Linked DNA regions of Zea mays: region 1 is linked to region 2. A link is a contact called in public Hi-C data. All regions are on one chromosome and are shown on one strand. Each heading gives the region's core, a stretch centred on a gene start, on an enhancer-like site or on the middle of the called end of the contact. The rest is flanking DNA. Distances are from core to core; before and after follow the strand shown. Region 1 holds the start of LOC103625957 (myosin-binding protein 2). Region 2 holds the start of LOC100275167.

Region 1 (4,695 bases), core at 999-3,498, 550 kb before region 2:
ACATGCTCAGAAGCTTCCACTGGCATAGAGTTCATTTTATGCTTTGACTTAGCCTGTGGAAAATGCTCCAAGTCAATACTTCTGTCTAACCTCTCAACAATTTCATGGTCACTAGGATTTGTCGGCATAGCACACAATTCCTGTTGTGGAGTAGCCTGTTCGGCTTGCTCATCCTCAGATATATCAGATATTTTCTGATCCTTATCTTTCAATCCACTGTCATCCTCAGCAGCTGCATTTAATATTTTGAAAACAAGGTGTATGACTAACTACCTTGAAACAGAGAAAAACATCACGGAACAACTTCAAGGACAGTAAATTATATAGTTTGCCTTCTATTCTGTTGAGAGGTCCATTCCATCCTATCAATTTTTCTTAGGTTACTTTTCCCCTTTTTTCCCCACCAGTTCAAGTGTTCAGCTATAGGTTCATTAGATATAATGACAGTAAAAACGCAATGAATATCCCACTGCTATCCCAAATCTAGAATGACTGAAGTGGTACAAATGTACAATAGCACAGCTCAGTGAAAAAATGGGCAGAACCTTGACTCCATTTGGTAGATAGAAATAACTAAATTCTGATTCAGCACTAAAGGTGGGCAGAACAAACAGAAATGCATTAATAAACTCAGACACAATAAAAGCGATGTTCAGAGTTATAGTCAGTATGGCTAAACTAGAATGACAGAAAAGGTAATTTTATCAAAGGAGGAATGACTTACACTGATGATCAGCAAAGGCAAAGGCCTCCACCGTTTTGCCTGCATTTATCCCATCGTTAGGCGTAGATTCTATACAAGCTGGCACAAAGACTACGGCTGCAATATGTTCATCAATCAGCCGATCAACCACATCATCAACCTTGTCATCATCAGATGTCATGACAATTGTCTCCTCATCGGTACTAACTGTGTGCTCCATATCCACGTTATTCTGCCTTACATCATCATGATCAACTGCTTCCTTTCCTTCAACACCGGATTGAGATAACATGGTGGCCATGGCGACGGGCAACGAGTCAATTGATTCAAGAGGCACCAGCCGCTCAACATTGGCAACAACTTCGGCACCACAAGCCAAGACGCCGATTGAGTCACCCTCCACAAATGGCTTCTCGTCGAAAAGCTCGATCACAGGACCTTCCTCGGAGACGAAGACCACGTCTCCATTTGGCCTGGCTGCCTCTTCCTCTTCCTTGTGCCCACAATCTGAGCCACGGGGCGCCGACGCGGTGAGCAAGAACGGTGGCGAGTAGAAGCCACTCTCGAGCGCGACGCCGCAGCAGGCGCAGGCGAGGTCCCGCTCGCCGAGCTCGCTCTGGCCCATCCATGACAGCAACGCCTTCCCGGGCGCCGCCGCCGCCGCGGCGGCGCAATCCTCGCACATGTCCCCGGCGTCCGCGAGCCGGCGGTGCGCGCTGCAGTACCCGACGCGCGACAGCTCGGCGGCGTGCACGTCGCACAGCAAGCGGCGCAGGGGCTCGGCGCCGACGCCTCGGTGGCGGGGGTGGGTCTCGAAGAGGCTGTCGACGCCGAGGCGGGAGCAGAGCGCGCACGGCGGCGCGAGCCCGAAGAAGGCGGCGAACCGGGATATGAGGTAGGAGAAGACGCCGTCGGCGAGAAGCAGCGCGATGAGGACCCACTCGAGCAGCGCGTACGCGAGCACCCGCGCGACGCGGTTGCTCTTCCTGCACAGCGCCGCGGTGAGGTTGGCGCCCGCGCCCGCGCCCGCCCCTGCCATGGGAGCCTGCGACACCATCCCCCCCACAGCGAGGTTACTCGGGACTCGCCGGAATGCGGTGGGAGCCGGCGCGGACCACGCAGGCTGGTTTCACCGTGGAATCCAAGGAAGCACAGAAACCAGTGCCTTCCGTCCCGAATCCTTCCCCGGGCGCCCGGAATTAGATTGGCACGGAGTGGAGGACGCAACCCGGACGTGATTCGCGCTAGTGGCAAGCGACCACTGACGGACTCGGCTCCTCTGGAGGAACGCACAAACTCCTCCCGAGGCAACGTGCTACTGCTACAGATTGCAGGAAAGACTCCACAGGTCGAATCGGGGACCGAGACCGAGATCAGGAACCCGGAAGAGGAACGAACGAAATCTTTACAGGGAGAGGAGGTGGGGCGGGGACTAGTGATAATGACAGGATTGCGAGAGCGGAGATAATTGGATTTTTGCCACTCACAATATTGTCTTCCTGTTATAATTACCACTGTGTCTATGAATTGTGGGTCCAGCTGGGTCTATGAAATGTGGGTCTAATGGCAATTTTACAAACCTGTTTCTTGCTGATGGCAAATATCAAAATCTCTCCAGGGAGGTGAGGATGCCGGATGCGCGACTTCGAACCCGAGAAATATCGCGAAAACGGAAAGAAAAAAAACGGGCGCTGAGTCAGTAATTCGCATTAGTGGGTGAGTCGGTGGTAATTAGCCCGCCGGCGACTGAAAAAAAGGGTCAGTTACGTCAGTAAAAGCAAGCAGAGCCCTAGACTGAACATGTAACTACGGTTCCTTTTCTTGCCGTTGGAAACGAGTCCTCCTTCAGTGCGTCATGCCGCCATTGGCCGATGAGCATCTTTGAAGGTGAACACGGAAGGAAGCGACGATGATGACTACGGCGTCAGCTAGATTCTGGTGCGTGTGCCAGTAGCATAGTGCAGTACGCAGCGTCGTCCAGTACTAGCATAGTAGACTAGGACGCAGTACGCGGTGTCCAGTAGCAGGAGGACCGTCTCGTTCGTTCTTTTCCCGTTTTCCGTTTCAGCAATCAGCATCAGTGGTGGATTTCTACGCGCCTGTCTTTTTCCGGGGACCGGCGTTGCGTCACCTGGACGGCGAGCCGGCGGGCTGATCGGTCCGGTCGGTCACCAACCCTCACCATCGCGTTGCGGCTTGGACGGACGGGCTCATTTTTTTTCGATTTTTTTTTCTGTCCACCCTATCCGCGACGCAACCGCGACCGCGAGCGGGAGGAAAGCGTCGGAACACGGAATCGGCACGGCAAAGTGGACCTGCAGTCCTGCCTGCGCTTCTGTTTATCTGTTTGGTTGGTGAGTTGCCTGGCTGCTCGTCGTCGTCCGCCCGGCTAGGCAACTGTTGCCCCTGGAGCAGTTTTTGCCTGCAATTTTTGTCGAGACTCGAACCAACCACACCCAACTGTCCGTACTGTCCTTGTCCCGTTTGAATGTATCAGATCATCCAGTCGTCTCCACGGCTTGGATCGACAGCTGCCTGGTCTTTGCCTGTCTATCGTTTGGTTTCATGATTTTTGCCTGTCGCCTCAAGCCAACGAAAGGGTTGACTTTCACCCATCAATATAAATTTTCATCTCTCCCCGGTGCTTCCGCAACCGCATATGCCAGAACTAGTGAGTAATTTTTTTTCATCTCTTCCCCTGCGGCTAGCGGCGGACCGCTCGCTGTTCGTCGGCGCGGGTGGCGGAGGTTATCCGGAGCCGATCTTGTGCTCAGCTCGAGCAGGATGTTGCTCACCGTGATGAATGCCATGAATTCGCCCAGCTCCACGCGGAGGTATTGCGAAAGACCTGCCAGCGACAAGGATCTCGACGGTGAACTCGTTGTAGCAGAAGACAAAATTGAAGTTTGAGATGCTAGGGGAAATCGTTCAGAACAGAAGTGGCTTACAAGAAAAATAGGACATCGTTCTTTTAATGGTTATATGTACAATAGCTTCTATCATTCTTTCAATGGTTATATGTACAATAGCTTCTAATTGGGAATGTGAAAGCCTGAAGAACATGAATAAAGTTATCATCTGCAGCGATCAACAAGAGGAAGACATGCGAACAGCAACGCTAATCCAGTAATCGTAGATTAGTACTGCTCAAATTGTTAAACTCGGAAATAATAGCCCGAGGCTTTCTAGACCGGAAAGGTAAGAGCAAAACTGACGAAGACGTAACAAAGCCAGCCTAACTTCAATACATGTAGTAACATATGGGCAACGGGTGGCAGCAGCACATCACCAAAAAGCCAACAAAATATCTGCTTCATTGCGCAGCCCCTGCATCAACCTCAACCTCCGGCTTTAAGAAATCAAGTCCCGTCCATCCTCCGGCTTAAGACGTCAAGTTCATCCATCCTCTGCACTCTCCACGGCTTGGCAAGCTCGCTTTCCTCAACACCTCCATCCACATGGTCACCATTGATATCCTGTTAACCTTTGCGTCCCTCAGGCACTCAAATACGTCCAGCACAGCATTTGCCATTGGGTGTTGCTGCTGCAATGCACTGCCATTTTGCAGTCCACATTCGTCTCATTGCCAGTTCCATTGTTCTAATTGGGGAGAGCAGCCACGGCCTGATGTGTGGTGTAAGACTATCTCCAGCAGACTCTTTATCCTGCTCCTTATCTCACTCACTATTTCAAACTTCACTCTGCAAACAATGCAATCTACAGTGTAAAACAGTATTTTGCACTGGCGTTTACACGGCCTGTTGGAGATGACCTGTTGTACCTTTGTGATTGTCTAGTTGCCTGCTTTCCTGCTTAAAGTAGAACATATTCAACACTGGAACCATCTGAAAACAAGCTGGGAGGAGAGGAGCTAATCACATTGTAGTCATGGAACAAATTCCTCTTCTTCTCAATTTTCTTGATATTTTTCCTCGGAGCGCAAGAGACAAAATTCTGCTATGCTGTACTTGCTCATTTACGGAAGCTGTCAA
Region 2 (5,076 bases), core at 2,503-5,002:
CAGGCCTCCTCTGCTCTCCTACACAGTCGAGATAAGCGATGGTAGTTAGAGGTCCCCTATATTCTTTCTAGCGTCTCAAGTTCCAAGATTTCATCATATATATGTTACCAGAGAGTTTACTGATTGTAAGGAATAAGTATTATACATGCTGTTGAGTTTTTCTTTTCTTTTTTGTTCTGTTACCATAATTTTTGTTTGCCTTAGGGGCTGCTGTCATCACCTGCCGTATGGTTTAGATTTCTGATCGACTTCCAATATGCTGGAAATTGATGTATGAGATGTTTCTTTCGTTCTTCAAAAATCTTTTTTGGGATGCCTCAGCTTTGCTTTTAGTCTGGAGGTGATCTCTGCTCGCTAGGCGGGCTAATGTGACGTCAAAATTCCTCAAGCCTGAAAGAGTTTACATGCTAGAGTGCCAATCTCAGATCTCTTAGTACACACGAAGAGACATGGGAATTAGTGGTGAGAGTTGACAAGAGTTAAGGTGAGAAATTGACTTTCAGTGTTAGGACTTGTTCAGTTATTTCCATTCCATGTGGGTCGGGGTGGATTGAGATGGATTAGGATGTATTTTGACTTGTATGAATTTAAACTAACCCAATATCATTCAATCCATATGGATAAACGGTGAATCGATAAGTCTTCAATCTCTTGTTTGATTCATGAGAGGGAAATAAGAGAGGCAGTTGAAGATGGATTTACATTCATGGTTTGTGTTTGGTGTGTGGGATTAAAGCATGAAATTAGTAAACAATAAAACATGATAAACGATGAGGTTATCTATACCACTATATAATCCATCACTTTAAACTTTTTAAAAAACACCCAACCAAATTATCTACATATTTACAACCACTACTAAATTCATCAAATAAATAACACTCAGATGTAACACAAACTCAATCCATCATTAAAAACTACGGTTTAAATCACTGAATAATTTTTTCTCTTACTTAAATCTAATAAACAATATTATTTAGATCACTCCCTCTTCTCTTTGACCCCGCCGGCCGCTGCACCCGCCTCTCCCCTCACTCACGCTACCGCCGGTATTAACCCCTCGCTTCATCTTTTCAGATAGTAGCGTTAATGCTAGTCTCTCATTAAAGCACATTCCCCCCCCCCCCCCCCCCCCCCCCCCCCACCCCACCACACACACACACGGAATTGATTAGTGCAAGTTGCCTCTCTAAACTCTCGTTTCTCGTCTCACCAAACTCTCGTTCCCACAAAACAACAAAAGATTTCAAAACGCACATTCTCCTGAAAACTCTCGTTAAGGAACTGCACATTCTCCTGAAAACTCAACTGATGAGTATTGGTGAACTGACAGGAACATTGAAGGCGACGGCCGAACAGCCTGTACTGCAGCCAGGCTGAAAATTCCCAACAAACTCCGTTAATTTCAAGGCCGCCACACTGGAGCAGCCACCCAGTCCGTCTCAAAATAAATACATATATCTAACGTTTAAAATATATTTTAATACTACATCCGTCCTAAAATAGTATTTATTTTTTAGTGTTAATAGATTCATACAATATTTGATGTATGTGTTTTATATATGTGTCTAGGTTTATTGACATCAATTGAATATAGACAAAAGATAAGAGCCTAAAATGACTAGTATATTAAGAGGGAGTATAATACAATTCTAGTTGCTTTCACCACTTTCTCTACCTAATTTCTCTAGTGGTCTATCCAATCATAAAAGTGCATTTGTTTTGGAACGGACGTGAGCTTATTCGGTTAGCTCTCAATCCATATGGATTGCGTGAGATTGAATGAATTTAAACTCCAAGTAAGTCAAACTTTTTATTTTTTTTAATCATATACAATTTATGTGTAATAGGAATAACCGAATAAATTCTAAGCGGAAATTATCGTGATCCTAAGCTACATGACTACCCGAGAAAACATCACAGCCAGTAGCTGCAAGTTGCGTATCAGACAAGGCAAGCATCAGAACGTGTCATGTTCAGGCACCTAACAAATGGAGCCTTCTATTCAACTGCCTTCTGCTGCTGTAGCTGCCGTTTTGGGGCCTCCATGAAACCTAGGAGCAGCCAGTGTCGGTGTCGCCATCGAACAGAAGCCCAGGTCTGTGATAACAGACCACCGGTGATCAGCTTGTCCTGTGAAGGACGCTTCTCGACGTCAACAGATCACACGCGTTTCATCAGACAGTTGCCGTGTCGTGTGTCACAAACGGGCGTGAAGTGACACACCCAGCAGAGCAACATCGTCACTAACGGAGCGACAGATCGAAACAGGCTGATAGCAAATCTCGAAAAAACTCTCAATCCATGTGGATTGGGTGGGATTGGATGGGTTTCAATCCCAAACAAGTCAAAATCGTTCACAATTTTTTCCAATCCCATCCAATCCACATGGGATAGGAATAACCGAACAAGCCCTAAACAGGCATATTCCATGCGAGCTTTAGTAGAACACAACCTACCCGTCGGCCAAGAGAGCTGCGAGATCACTGCGATTTTGGCTGAATCACAAGACAAGGCAGGCAAATGAAACGATCAGACAACTGCATTGGATTGCGCGAACGCGGCGAGGAGACACGGGATACACCGCCGGAGCCACACCACTCCGGCCACCACCCACCAATACTAACGTAGAGACTACACAGACACCAACACACCGACGAAGTTGCCTCCATTCATATTCCTGCCCCCCTACCCTCCCCGGATTAGACAGCAACACACGAACTGAGACGAGACCCACATCAGACAGACAAGAGCTGAAACAGGGGCAGAATGTTAGCTTGCGCCAGCTCGCCGCGGCGGGTGAGAGCCCCTCGCGTCACACGAATCCGACCTCGGCGAACTGCGGGCGCGCTGCCTTGGCCGACGCCGGCGCGCCGGGGCGCGGGCGCGGGGCCATCCCCTCCGGGAGCGGGTTCTTGCGCGGCCGGCCGCGCGGGCGCGGGATCTTGGGCGGCGCGTGCGGGTCACGCGGCTTGGGAGGGCGGCCGCGCCGTCGCGGCGCGGCGGCGGGGGACGCAGCGGCTCCGGGGACGCCGATGGGGAAGCCAGCGGGCCGCGGCTTCGGGGGCCTCCCACGCCCGCGCTTGGCGGGCGGCTGCGGCACAGGCACGGGCACGAGCAGAGGCTCCGGCGCCTCCTCTTCCTCGTCCACCTCGTCGGCGCAGTCGTCGTCGTCGTCGTCGTCTTCGCCGTCGTCAGCCGGTGACTCCGGCGCCGGCTGCGCCGGCGGCGGGGGCAGCGCGTACTTCCCCCCCGCGACGGCGACGAGCTCCCCTGCGGCGGACATGCGCGAGAGGTGGGCGGCGACGAGCGCCGGGTGCGAGGCCGGCAGGTCGCCGCGGGCCTGCGCCTCGATGCGGCGCGCGATGGCGGCCTGGCTGGAGCCGTTCTCCTCGGCGAGGGCTGCGATCGCGGCGACGATCATCTGCAGCAGCCAGGGCAGGCGCACGGGTCAGTCGATTCCGCAGATCGGCGCAGATCTGGCGGAAAGGAGTAGCGGAGAGGAGTCGAAAGAGGTAGGGTTGGAACGGAGGGAGGGAGGCTTGCCTCGGGGTAGGAAGGGGGCACGAGGTCGGAGGAGCCCGGGGGCGAGCCGTCGCCACTGGGAGTGGGAGTGGTCATGCCTGCGCTGGCGCTGGCCGCCTCGGCTGCTGGCTGTCGCTTCCTCTCCCGCTCGGCGTGTCTGGGTGCGTGGGGAGCGGGAATTGGGGGCGCAGCGCACGGGAGAGGGGGGAGGGGCCGCGACGACGCGGATCTGAGACTGGGAAGGGCGCTGCCGCTGAGGCGGGCCTCAATGGAATGCAAGTACAGTTTCGACAAGGAATCTGTCGGATGTTCCGCGCGTGGTACCGGGTCCGGGGGTGACCGTGACCCGCGGGCGCTCTCGCTCGCGCTCCAACGGGTGGGTTCGGATCGGCTCGGCTCACCGTTCGGCGCTGCTGCTGGCGCGGCGCCCGCTGACTGCTGTCGACCGTGGTTGTTGACACGTCCCCCCCGGCCCCGGCCGGCCAAACTAGGACACTGGAGCGCCGTGGAAAAATGGTACGCAGTAGGATGCAATGCAAAGGAGATAGGGGATTCTAATTTCTTCACTCGTGGAAACCGGTGGAGAAATAAACGCTAGCAAAACACTCGACGGCAAACCGTAGGAATGTCCGTTGACTCTAATTTATAAACGAGTGAAGAAGGCGTGAAGAAAGTGGTGGTGGCCCACGTGACTATCTCGCAGTAGAGGACACGTAGGGCTCCTTTGGCAGCTAGGGAGGATAACCCAGGGGAGTGAGCACCTAGGGGCCATAATCCCTGTTATCCAGATTCCCTGGGCAGGTCAACCCGGACGGGGCTCCTTCCCCTGCTGCTCTTTGGCGGCCAGCAGGAAACTCCACACCGCTCTTTCAGCAGGTGTGTTATTTCAGCACACTACTCATTGAACACCACACTGCTCATTGAACATACTTGCATAAAAATATTTGTCAACCTGAGAACTATGACACAAATGTTTGCATAAAAATGAGCAGCAGCTGAGAACACTGTTTGTCATTGAACACTGCTCATTGAACACACTTGCATTAAAAATGAGAACAGCAGCCGAGAACTCCACACTGCTTAATAAAACAGTCTCAGTGCATCATAATAAAACAGTCTCAGTGTACACAAACATAGTCTCAGTGCATCATAATAAAACATAGTCTCATAATAAAACAGTCTCAGTGTACACATAGATGTGATTATTTAGCTTAGCATCATCTCCTGAATGGCATGACCTAAAAGCAAACGCCATCTTGATGTTTCAGTTCTTCTGGCGACCACTTGTTGATGAAAAACCCTTGTGTATCACCTGTTGATGAGAAAACTTAGACAAATGTATATATATTCAATTCCTCTATATTCAGTTCAATATCCAATTTGGAGACTCTCTGTATTTGGGGACATGAAAGCCTTTATATTCAATTCAATATTCAGTAATAAAGAGAAGACATTGATGAACTGAATTCAGATGTTTATGAAGCACCTGCTTAAACATATGTAATAAAGAGAAGGTATTGCTTGAACTAAATTCAGATTGTCAACATACTC

The links. A called contact is a pair of places that touch in the nucleus more often than the background predicts.
Region 1: a contact with region 2 is called in a Hi-C map of bundle sheath, with 3 times the contacts expected there. The contact joins the promoter of LOC103625957 here to the promoter of LOC100275167 in region 2. A contact is called at or near these places in 3 of 25 Hi-C or Micro-C datasets (bundle sheath, ear and leaf).

The regions. Positions count from the first base shown.
Region 1 is chr5:12,120,970-12,125,664 of Zm-B73-REFERENCE-NAM-5.0, reverse strand. LOC103625957 (myosin-binding protein 2) reads right to left here and starts at 2,248. Exons shown (of 4, transcript XM_008646357.4): 1 at 725-2,248; 2 at 1-232. The coding sequence starts at 1,760.
Region 2 is chr5:11,573,570-11,578,645 of Zm-B73-REFERENCE-NAM-5.0, reverse strand. It overlaps LOC100275167, which reads right to left and starts at 3,752. Exons shown (of 2, transcript NM_001149321.2): 1 at 3,547-3,752; 2 at 2,525-3,424. The coding sequence starts at 3,621. The coding sequence ends at 2,816. LOC100502115 (coatomer subunit alpha-3) reads left to right here. Exons shown (of 3, transcript XM_008645994.3): 3 at 1-313. The coding sequence ends at 35. It also overlaps the pseudogene LOC113218514.